Regions from separate parts of the Macaca mulatta genome. Here all the other regions are linked to region 2. Evidence: chromatin contacts called from public Hi-C data. All regions are on one chromosome and are shown on one strand. The core of a region is the stretch at or near the end of the contact, and the rest is flanking DNA. Distances in the headings are between cores, read along the strand shown.

Region 1 (3,922 bases), core at 514-3,013, 71 kb before region 2:
GGCCGAGACGGGCGGATCACGAGGTCAGGAGATCGAGACCATCCTGGCTAACACGGTGAAACCCCGTCTCTACTAAAAATACAAAAAACTAGCCGGGCGAGGTGGCGGGCGCCTGTAGTCCCAGCTACTCGGGAGACTGAGGCAGGAGAATGGCATAAACCTGGGAGGCGGAGCTTGCAGTGAGCTGAGATCCGGCCACTGTACTCCAACCTGGGCGGCAGAGCAAGACTCCGTCTCAAAAAAACAAAAACAAAAACAAAAACAAAAAGAAACAGGGAGCCCCTTTTGGGTGTCAGTGCCCTGTCTCAGTTCCTCAGCTATGGTGGAAGGTAAAAGCAGTTTACCTTTTAACTATATGAACAGGCATGGCGGTGTTCCAATTGAACTCCTTAGGAAGCTGACATTTTATTTTATTTTATTTTTTTGAGACGGAGTCTGGCTGTCACCCAGACTGGAGTGCAATGGCGCAATCTCGGCTCACTGCAACCTCTGCCTCCTGGGTTCAAGTAATTCTTCTGCCTCAGCCTCCCGAGTATCTGCGATTACAGGCGCCCACCACCACGTCTGGCTAATTATTATTATTTTTTTAATTTTCAGTAGAGACAGGGTTTCTCCATGTTGGCCAGGCTGGTCTCGAACTCCTGATCTCAGGTGATACACCCGCATCGGCCTCCCAAAGTGCTGGGATGACAGGCGTAAGCCACTGTGCCCGGCCGATATTTGAATTTCATATACTTTTCATATATCCTGAAATACTGTTTTAATTCTCCCCCAACTTCTTAAAAACGAGAAAAGCATTCTTAGCTCAGGCACCATACAGAACCCGGCTGCAGGCTGGACATGGACTTTGGAACAGTCGGCGTGTGGGTGAAGGGGGACATCCCGGGCAGGGGCAGGCTCCGGGCAGAGGCGGCCGGGCTAACTCCACGCTCCCGCTCTAGCCGGTGACCGCCACGCGGGCTCGTCTCACTCTCACACTCAGGCCGAGAAAACGCCGAAAGCCGTGTCACCAACGGAGGACCTCGGGGCCACATTCAGCCTGCAGAGTTTATTTGGTCGGCTCAGACATTTGTGTTAGGAAATAACACATTAAAAGTACACATTTTCTTCAGACCCTGAGAGCGGACGAGTCCCGCGCGCTCCGCACCGCCAGTCCCGGTCCCGCGCCCGCCCAGAGGGCCGCCCTCCTCCCGCCGACCCGGCTCGGGGCTTAGGCGTTAATCCCGCCCCCGGGGGGCCGCGCCGGGAGCCCGATCGCCTTAGGCTCAAGGGCTTAGGTCTCAGCCCACGGGGCCCAACCGCACCGCACTGAGCGGCCTCCGCGCCAGGTAAGGGGATTCGGGGCGGGACCGGGACCCGCGTTGCCGGCCATCCCGGAAACCCGCGGTGGGCCGTTGAGTGCGCGCCGAGCCGCCGCCAACGGCCAAGCCACGGGAACAAACCGCGGCGGCCGCACCCCGCCCCGCCAAGGCGCCTGGGCCCTGCCCGTCGCCCCCCCGCGCCAGAGCTCGCACTGCGCCTGCGTAGTTTGCCCACCCAGACCCCGAGGCGGAGCCGCAGCGCGCACTGTGTCTGCGTCTTCCGCCCGGCCCCGCCCCAGCGGCAGTGCCCCCAGCCGCTTCGTCCTCCCACCCGGCCAGGGACGAGGCGGGGCGGGTACGCGGACATTGCGCCTGCGCGCGTAGACCCCGCCCCCAAGTCGGCCCCGCCCCCGGCCAGCCCCGCCCCGCGCCGCGCGGGGCCCTGGGAGGGGCGCAGCGTCCGGCGGCGTCGCGGGCGGCGGGCGGCGGGGCCGCGGGAGGGGCGCGGGGGCAGACAAAGCCGCGGTAATGAATGGAGCGTCCGCCCGCGCCGCCGTCGTCCGCAGCCGGCCGGGAGCCGCCCCAGAGGCCGGGCCGAGGTGAGTGCGCGGGCGCCGCCGCCCCGCCGCCCGCCGCGAGCCCCGTCCCCCGCGGACCGCGCCGGGGCCGGGCCGGGCCGCGCCATTGTCTGCGCCGCGCCGGGCCGGGGCCGGGGCCAGGCGGGCGGGGGCGCGGCTCCGTGGCCTCGGGGTCCCCGCCTGGCGCCGCCCCGGACCCGCCCCCGCGCGGACCCCGGCCCTGACAGCTGGCGCGGGGGCGGCGCCGACTGAGCGGCCGAGTGCCCGGGGTCGGCGCCCGGCCTGGCCCACGTGCCCGCGCCGCTGCTTCCGGGCGGACGGGGCGGACGGGACGGGGCTCGGGGCGCCGCCCGGGTCCGCCGGGAGCGCGCTGTGCCGGCCACGTCGAGTTGCCCCGCGAGCCCGGTCCCTGGGACTTCTCTGGATGTGTCATTCCCGTTCCACCTCCAGGAAGGGCCACCCGGGCCCTGCTTCATGTCTCAGCCCAGATGGGTCCTTGCGACGCGCCCCGAGGCAGGTTATTGTACGTGGTTCTGGGGATGACCGTTCACATTGAATGAATAAAAACATAACTTGCCTTGCGAACCATAATTTCAAATGTTTTTCGACTGCAGTGGTTTTCCTACACCCAAATGAGCTCGCAGTCAGTTTTGTTTCTTCTTTTGTCCCGTTGTGTGACCCACACGGTCTTCATTGCTAAGAGAATCGCAGCCCCTCGGGCTCCCTTCTGCGCCTTCGTATTCCGGGTGGCCCTGGCAGACCCGGGCACCGCTGTGGAAACGTCCCGGCCAAGCTGAGCCGTCAGAAGCTTCTGTTGTTCTGGTGTTGGTCAAAAGGGAAGTTATTTGTTTTGAAGTTAGCCCTGATCAGATTATGTGCATAGTTTTTAGAAATCCATTCAGACCTTATAATGAGGCCAGTTTGGTAAAGCAAGGGCACCCTGCGACTTTTTACATAGAAATATTTTTTATTTTTTTCTGTGTATGTCATGGTGACAAAATTGAGACTAGGAAGGATTTGGTTGGGATTTTTTTTTAACTGCCATGAATAAGCCACATTTTGATTATCAATTAATTTCAGTTACTAAACAAAGTTATCTTGGCCGGGTGCGGTGGCTCACGCCTGTAATCCCAGCACTTTGGGAGGCTGAGGCGGGCGGATCACGAGGTCAGGAGATCGAGACCATCCTGGCTAACACGGTGAAACCCCCGTCTCTCCTAAAAATACAAAAAATTAGCCAGGCGTGGTGTCGGGCGCCTGTAGTCCCAGCTACTTGGGAGGCTGAGGCAGGAGAATGGCGTGACCCGGAAGGAGGAGCTTGCAGTGAGCCAAGATCGCGCCACCGCACTCCAGCCTGGGGGACAGAGCGAGACTCCATCTCAAAAACAACAAAAAACAAAACCAAAGTTATCTTGCAAGAGGAAAGTTTACAGGAGTTCGATTCCATAGGGTTTCCAATGGGACGTCCATACAAGGATGCACACTTCCCGTAGTCCTTAAACGGATTATATCTGCTTGTCATGACTGGCTTTTTTTCAAGAAAAGATCTAGCACAGGTTAAGAGAGATTCTGTGAATCTTGACAAAGCTTCACGGGGCCCAGTTTTTGAGGTGAGGACACAGTTAATCTATATGGAAAGAAACCTAAGACTTTTGGTCCACTTGACAGGTGGTTACAGTCTCCCCCAACACACCCTCATCCAGTTAATTCCTGAATAAGGTGGTCGATGTTTCGGGTGTAAAACTGCTGCTCTTTAAGGTCGCCTCCTCCCCCCTCCCCCCCACACAGTGAGTGACTCAGCTGTGCAAAGTATGCCCATAACACCTTGGAGAAAGACTAAGAAAATGACTAGGGGAGCGGACTGACTTCTGTGTGTGCAAAGGAGCTGAGAAGCAGCTTTTTTAGTGAAAGGTGTGTGTGTGTCTCAGATTCCTGGTGAGGATCCCTGGGGAGTGGAACGCTGGGGGCATGACGGGCAGTAAGTGACCATGGTCAGTGCCGCCCTTCGCTTTGTTTTGCATTTTTTTTTTGCCTGGCTTTAGC
Region 2 (3,556 bases), core at 389-2,888:
AAGAAATTGGTCAAATCAGATGTTACCTTTTTTTTTTTTTTTTTTTGAGACGGAGTTTCACTCTTGTTGCCCAGGCTGGAGTGCAGTGTCATGATCTCGTTCAATGCAACCTCCAATTTCTGGCTTCAAGTGATTCTCCTGGCTCAGCCTCCAGAGTAGCTGGGATTACAGGCATGTGCCACCACGCCTGGCTAATTTTTGTATTTTTTTAGTAGAGACAGGGTTTCACCACATTGGCCAGGCTGGTCTCGAACTCCTAACCTCAGGTGATCCGGCCACCTTAGCCTCCCAAATTGCTGGGATTACAGGCATGAGCCACTGCGCCTGGCCCAGATGTTACTATTACTAATAATAATCATTAGCCTCTCAGCAGGAAACACAAATGATCTGATGCAAATCACAGCTGCTGCCCATCAAAGACCAGAAAAAGCCATGTTATCTGCACTCCTTCCTTCCAGACAGAAGTTCTGTGAAATCCAGACACTGCACATTTCCCCTAATTTAAACCAGGGGTTCCTGAACATTAGCGAGTGTTCATCACCTCAAGCGCCTGTAGAAATGCAGATCCCCAGCCCCCAAAGACACTGAGTGGACCCCAGCCCCAGGTGGAAAGTCCAGCCCCCAGGTGAAAAACCCATCCCCCAGGTGGGAGGTCCAGCCCCAGGTGAGAGGTCCAGCCTCCGGGTGAGAGGTCCAGCCCCAGGTGGGGAGCCCGACCCCAGGTGAGGGGTCCAGCCCCAGGTGAGAGGTCCAGCCTCCGGGTGAGAGGTCCGACCCCCGGGTGAGAGGTCCAGCCCCAGGTGGGGAGCCCGACCCCAGGTGAGGGGTCCAGCCTCAGGTGAGAGGTCCAGCCTCCGGGTGAGAGGTCCAGCCCCAGGTGGGGAGCCCGACCCCAGGTGAGGGGTCCAGCCCCAGGTGAGAGGTCCGGCCCCAGGTGGGGAGCCCAGTCCCAGGTGAGGGGTCCAGCCCCCAGGTGACAAGTCCAGCTCCAGGTGAGAGGCCCGGCCCCCAGGTAACAGGTCCAGCCCCAGGTGAGGAGCCCGGCCTCAGGTGAGGGGTCCAGCCCCCGGGTGACAGGTCCGGCCCCAGGTGAGGAGCCCGGCCCCAAGTGAGGGGTGCAGCCCCAGGAGCACCGGGCTGTGACGCGTGGACATACGCGGTGAGGTCTCAGGAATCCAACGCCAGCGCCAGCTCGGGTCGCGCCCCCGCCCGCCTCCTCCCTGGTCTCGCCGCGCGCCCGCCTGAGGGCCCCGGTCGCGGCAGCGCGCACTGACCTCCGCAGCTCCCGGCGGCGTCCTTCGGAACGCGGCTGCCTAGGCCGGCCTCGGCAGGAAGCGGGACGGCGGAAACAGAACAGAGCGAAGCCTTTGCCCGAATCTAAAGCGGCCACCGCAACCCTGGCAGCTGCGGCCGCGAGGACCCTCTGTGCCCTGAGTAAACATGGCCGCCGCGGGCTGCGCGCAAGGGGCGGGGCGCGGGAGGCGGGGTTGGACATGCACGCCCCGCCCCCGGCTTCCCCGCGGACGCTGACCCGGGGCCTTCCCATTGGTTGCCTCTCGTGGCGAGCTCGGATTGGTCCACATCAGGCCGGGGCGGGTCCCATCGACCAATAGCGGCTCGGGGCTGGCGAGCGGGGCGGGGCCTCGCCGGCACCGTCAAGTAGCCAGGGGGACCGGCCGGCGCGGCTGGGAGCGGGTGGGCGGCCGAGAGGCCGGAGCCGCGCGGCCGCAGGACCTGGAGCTCCGGCTGCGTCTGCCCGCAGTGCTACCCGCCATGCGCCTGCCTCGCCGGGCCGCGCTGGGGCTCTTGTCGCTTCTGCTGCTGCTGCTGCCCGCGCCGGAGGCCGCCAAGAAGCCGACGCCCTGCCAGCGGTGCCGGGGGCTGGTGGACAAGTTTAACCAGGTGGGCAGGGGCCGGGCGGGGTCGTCCACCGTGGGCCCGGGGTCCACCTCACCCTGGATCCGGGGTTGCCCCACCTTGGGCCCGGGGTCCCCCTCACCCTGGAGCCAGGGTCGCCCTCACCCTGGATTCGAAGTCCCCCTCACCCTAGACCTGGGGCCCCCCTCACCCTGGATCCGGGGTCGCCCCCACCGTGGGCCTGGGGTCCCCCCACCGTCGATCCAGAGTCGCCACTCCGTAGTCCTGGAGTCCCCCTCACCCTCGACCCAGGATCCACCCCCGCCGTGGACCCAGGGTTGACCCCACCGTGGGCCTGGGGTCCCCTCACCCTCGACCTGGGGTCGCCCTCACCCTGGGCGGGGGGTCAGGTGGTACCAAGCCCTATGGGCACTGTCTCCTCGCAGGGGTTGGTGGACACCGCAAAGAAGAACTTTGGCGGCGGGAACACGGCTTGGGAGGAAAAGACGCTGTCCAAGTATGAGTCCAGGTGGGCGCTCTGGAGCAGCCCTGTGGGTCTTGGCCTGACCCTGTCCTGGGAAGCCGTGTCCTGCCTTTGGTGCCTGTGTTAATAACAGGGAGACAGAACAGCCCCCGAGGCACCAGTCACCTCTCTGAGTTGCCTTGGCTTCTGCCTGAGGACTAATGGCTGGATCCTCTCTGGCCTTCCAGCTTCTGCTCTGGTCCCTACCCCCTCAACAGACAGTGGCTTTTTAAAACGTAAACTGGAACACCAGCCCCACTTGTGTGAACCGCTCCTGGCCCCCTGACAGTGGGGTCCCCTTACTCTCTCTGCCTGGAATCCCGGCCCCCTCCCCTGCACCCGGGCTGGTGTGTTGGTTCGGATTTTTCTTCACTGGCTTGTGGCGCTGACCGTGGGCCCGCGTGGGCCTGTGTTTCAGCGAGATTCGCCTGCTGGAGATTCTGGAGGGGCTGTGCGAGAGCAGCGACTTCGAATGCAACCAGATGCTGGAGGCACAGGAGGAACACCTGGAGGCCTGGTGGCTGCAGCTGTGAGTGCCTTAAAACCTCTTAGAAGATACTTTTTATTTTCCAACTTAGAATTTGAAATAACCTCAGACTTAGAAAGATACGGGAACAGTATGGAGCTCCCACCTGCCTCGCACCCACCTTACCCCTGCATTACTGTTTTTTATCACCAGGGTCAGTGATCAAAACCGGGAAATTAACGAGAAGACTCTGTCCACACCTAGACTCTTGTTTCCTGGATCTTGGAATACTCTAGAGCCTATGTTATGTTCAGCTGCATGTTTGTTTTAAAGAGCTGTGTCTGGTGGGATTCAGTGAATGTTTTCCTCCATCCTCAGGAAGAACGAGTATCCTGACTTATTCGAGTGGTTTTGTGTGAAGACGCTGAAACTGTGCTGCTCTCCAGGAACCTACGGTCCTGACTGTCTCGGTGCGTTTCTGCTTAGGGAAATCCCATCTCCTACGTCACTTCCCCTCTTCGTCTCACAATTCTTGGGGGATGAAAGCACAGAGGGGACCTGGGGGACCTCAGCTTTCTGTAGGGTCTGGGACCCTGCCGGACGGCTGCCTCCCCCATCCCCAACCCAACTTGGAGCACTTCGCACCCTCCCGCTGCAGCCTCACCACTCACCTCACGCTTTAGTGTAAAACTGAGTATGTCATCCCAGCT
Region 3 (3,808 bases), core at 364-2,863, 98 kb before region 2:
CCCAGGGAGCCGCGAAGCTCCTCATCTCAACACTTTCTACAAGGGGGAGAACTGAACCGAAGGCTTCACGGCCACAGCAGCTCTCAACACGGAACTGGGACCCGGGGAGAGTAGACCCTCGGCAGCGCAGGGCGACCCACGCCCTTCCCTGCTTCCCCGCTTCCCCCCGGGCCGGTTCTGTCCGTGCTGGGACACGCATTTCCACCGGGAGGGATCCGCGGGGGCACACACGTCGCTTCTCAAGGAATAATTCCCTTAAGCACATCCTGAAGAGCTCTGCGGGCCAAAAGCAGGGAAGGCTGCTGCCCACAAGACGGCCGCTTCCCTCTTCCCACCGCCCGCCCAGGGAGAAGCCGACCACGCGCCGGGCCGCTCCCTAAAGGCCACGGGAGCCGCGGCCGCTGAGCTGTGCGAAGTTGTGTGAAGCACACGGCACTCGGGACGGCGCTGGGCCAGGCAAACAAAAACCTCCGCCGATTCCACTAACTACACAACCACCTGGCGACCGACCCTCAAAAACAGACCCGGACGGCCGCGCTTTCTGGGGGACGGGCCCGCACCCCGCGGGGCAGGGGCTCCTGCTGCTGAGGATTCTCAGAACTCCCGCGTCCGCTCACAACAGCCGTGTTTCCCGTGAACTGCGCTTCAATCGTGTCACTCGTTTAAAAGGCCCGGGGAAGCCTCGCGTTCGTCGCGAGGCGTCTCCCTGCAAACGCCCGGGGAGGCGGCGGCGCCGGTTCTCCAGCCCGGCCGCCGCAGGCCGCGCGGCTCCTGGGCGATCTCGGGGCGCGTCCCTGCTCACAGGGAGTTCCCGTCTGGGCAGAGCTCGGCCGGCCTGTCTGTTACATAAGGGGCGGCCCGGCCGGCTCGGCGGCTGCCCGAGGCCCGACCCGACTCGAGCGCGGACTCCGGGCGGGCGCCGCGGCCCAGGCCGCCGAGACCCATAGCCCGACTCGGCCTCCCTCGACTCCCCGGCCTGACCTCCCCGGTCTCCCCGCCCGGCCTCCCAGGCTCCCTGCCTGTCTCCCCGGCCGACCGGCCCGAACTCCCCGGTCTCCCCGCCCGGCCTCCCCGGCATCCCGGGCTCCCGGTCCGCGGACAATGCGGAGCCGCCGCCGCCGCCGCCGCCAAACATGGCGTCGGCACCACAACCCCGAGAGGCCGGGCCGAGGCGGAGGCGGCGGCGGCGGCGGCCCGGGAGGCCCGGGCGGCCCGCGAGGCGGCGGAGAGGCCTCCACGGCCAGGCCTCCGCCCACTCACCTTCGGGGCGCCGCGGCCGCGGGAGCCCGGCAAGCGGGCGGGCGCGGGGGCCGGCGCGGCCGAGGCGGCGCTAATGGCGCCCGCGGCTCCTCCGCCAACGGCCGCGCAGGCCGGGCCCCGCCGCCGCTCCTGGGCGCGGGCTCCTCTCGGCCGCGGCGGCTCCGGGCCCGGCAGCGGCGGCCGCGGACTCTCGGGCGGCGGCTCGCGCGGCGCGGGCTCGGGGCCCGGCTGGAGGCCCGGCTCGGGGGGCCCGGCCGGCGGGCGCGGGCGGCGGGCGGCGGGCGCGGGACGCGGGGCTGGCTCGGACGCCAGGGCCGGGTCGCTCGCTCGCTCCCCAGCGAAGCAAACAATGCGGCGAGCGCTCCGCCCGGCGCGCTGCGTGCGAGACGCGCCCCGCCCGCCGCCGCCATGACGCGCGGACTCCGCCGCCTCAGCGGCGCGCGGGGGAGGGGGCGTCGCGAGGAGCTGGGGCCAAGTGGGGACCCTGAGGCGGCAGGGACCGGGCTGGGAGTGGGGGGTCGGGAGGATGGAGAGTGGGGGCCCTTGAGTTAGGGAGGACCGGGCCAGAGGGTCCCTGAGGAGGTCAGGAGGATGGAGAATGAGGGGCCCTGAGGCAGGGGGACAGGCCTAGGAGTGGGGGACCCGAGGCAGTTGGGGAGCAGCCGGGAGTCGGGGGCCCTGAGGCAGAAGGGCATTGGCCCGGGGTGGGGTCGCTGAGGCGGGGGGATGGCCCGGGAGTGGGGGACCCTGAGGCAGGGGGTACCACCGTCCGGGAATGGGGGACCCTGAGGCCGGGGGACCGGCCGGGAGTGGGGGACCCAGAGGTGGGGGTACCGGCCGGGAGTGGGGGTCCCTGAGGCAGAAGGGCATTGGCCCTGGAGTGGGGGGGCCCTCGAGGGCGGAGGGGGGAGCAGCCGGGAGTCCGGGGCCCTGACAGGGGGGACCGGCCAGGAATGGATGGCCCTGAGGCAGGGCGATTGGCCCAGGAGTGGGGGGCCCTGAGGCAGGGGGCGATTGGCCCCAGAGTCTCCGGAGGGCCCTAAGTGGGCAGAGGGGACCCTGTGGGCCCACTGGGTGGAAGTGGAAGGGGCACTGGCCGGGGCACCCGACTAAGTAGGGGAAGGTGGTGCAGCCGGGCTGGGGAGCCTCCCCTAGTGAGTGTCAGGCCAGGTGTGCAAGTAGTCCTGCCAGTGTGAGGGCCCTGCCCAGTCCGGCGTGAAGCAGATGCCCTTTGAGGTTGCAAGAAAAGGCCCCTGCGGGCGCGAGTTGAGAGGCCTGAGTCTCTGCCTTCGCTTTGGCCTTTTGTGTAAACTCTAAAATTCAGTGGGGTCATAACAATTTTCACTCCAAGATTAAGTCCCAAAATGTTTTAAGGTGAGGCAGGAGCTCCTTGGTTTCCTTGAGAATCTGTGATCAGGACGATGGTGCTGTGGAATCCCTGGGTTCCAGCAGCCCAGCCTGTGGCATCTAGGCAGGCCCCTCGGGAGGAGCAGCTGTCCACCCTGGGACAGACCTTCCCCATGGGGCAGCGGAGCGGCCCCACTGCTCAGGGCACTGCATCAAACACCTTATTGGGAGTGGGGTGGCTTTGTTCACCCAGGTGTCCCTGATGGGGCAAAGCCCCACAGGCCTTTTCCTGGCCAGCCCTCATGCCCATGGCACCGTGCGTGGGTTGTGATGTGAAGACTTGAGGGCAGGTAGGACCGCAGCCAAGGTCCCTAGTGGTCAGTCCTGATCTAGGACTCCCTGCAGACACACCCTTGAGCCGAGAGGGTGCAGGCCACTGGGGCCCTGACCTCTTCTGCACGAGACCCAGGAACTTCGTGTCACCTCCATTCTACTGATGTCTGTTTACCTGTGGCCAAACAAGCAAGCTGAGCCGGAACCCTTCTCTCCTCCACCTCAGGGAAGCCAGATGGAAACAAGCTGGAGGTTCTCCACAACGCAGAGTGAAAGTAAGACACAGTCTCATGAAAGAGAAGATGAAAAGACACAAAACCCTTCACAGAACAGGAGAGAGACGGGGACAGTGACTTCTCAGACAATAGAGGTGATGCTCAGAGGAGAGAAGAACAAAGCCTCGAATGTAGGCGTGTCAGAGGGAGACTCAGGAAGGCCTTCGGAGAGAGAGAAAGGATCTTTTTTAGAGTTCAGACTGATCCTACAGAGGAGGGGTTGCCAAAATACTAAGAGAATTGAACCATAACTCATACACAGTGAAACTAGCGTTCCAGTGAGACAGCAAAATAAAGGTGTCTTCACGGCTTGTAAACATCCATGTTTACCACACACGCAGTCTCTAAAAGTACTAGAAGAAATACCTTAACAAAGTGAAAAGTGGACTCAAGAGTAAGACGTGGATGCTAGCAAATAAATCAGTCTGGTCTGTTAAAATCAACCGGAGAGAAATCCCAGATGAGCTCAACATGACACATGGCAAGGCCGGGCGCAGAAGGAAGTGAAAGTGCACGAAAGCTCTTGTATTGTTTGGTTTGAGGATTTTAGAATCAATAGAAAAAAAGGTTAAAAATTTTAGCTGGGCATGGTG

The links. Hi-C and Micro-C count contacts between places; a contact is called where the count stands out from the background.
Region 1: a contact with region 2 is called in a Hi-C map of cortical neurons, with 4 times the contacts expected there. The contact joins the promoter of ZBED4 here to the promoter of CRELD2 in region 2. A contact is called at or near these places in 2 of 14 Hi-C or Micro-C datasets (cortical neurons and liver).
Region 3: a Hi-C map of liver shows a contact between it and region 2, with 2.7 times the contacts expected there. The contact joins the promoter of BRD1 here to the promoter of CRELD2 in region 2. A contact is called at or near these places in 2 of 14 Hi-C or Micro-C datasets (fetal cortex germinal zone and liver).

The regions. Positions count from the first base shown.
Region 1 is chr10:1,591,471-1,595,392 of T2T-MMU8v2.0, reverse strand. It overlaps ZBED4 (zinc finger BED-type containing 4), which reads left to right and starts at 1,763. Exons shown (of 2, transcript NM_001261128.1): 1 at 1,763-1,900.
Region 2 is chr10:1,521,192-1,524,747 of T2T-MMU8v2.0, reverse strand. It overlaps CRELD2 (cysteine rich with EGF like domains 2), which reads left to right and starts at 1,638. Exons shown (of 10, transcript XM_077949283.1): 1 at 1,638-1,902; 2 at 2,304-2,386; 3 at 2,799-2,909; 4 at 3,225-3,316. The coding sequence starts at 1,774. It overlaps ALG12 (ALG12 alpha-1,6-mannosyltransferase), which reads right to left and starts at 1,436. Exons shown (of 11, transcript XM_077949282.1): 1 at 1,275-1,436.
Region 3 is chr10:1,618,442-1,622,249 of T2T-MMU8v2.0, reverse strand. BRD1 (bromodomain containing 1) reads right to left here and starts at 1,613. Exons shown (of 14, transcript XR_003719806.2): 1 at 1,261-1,613.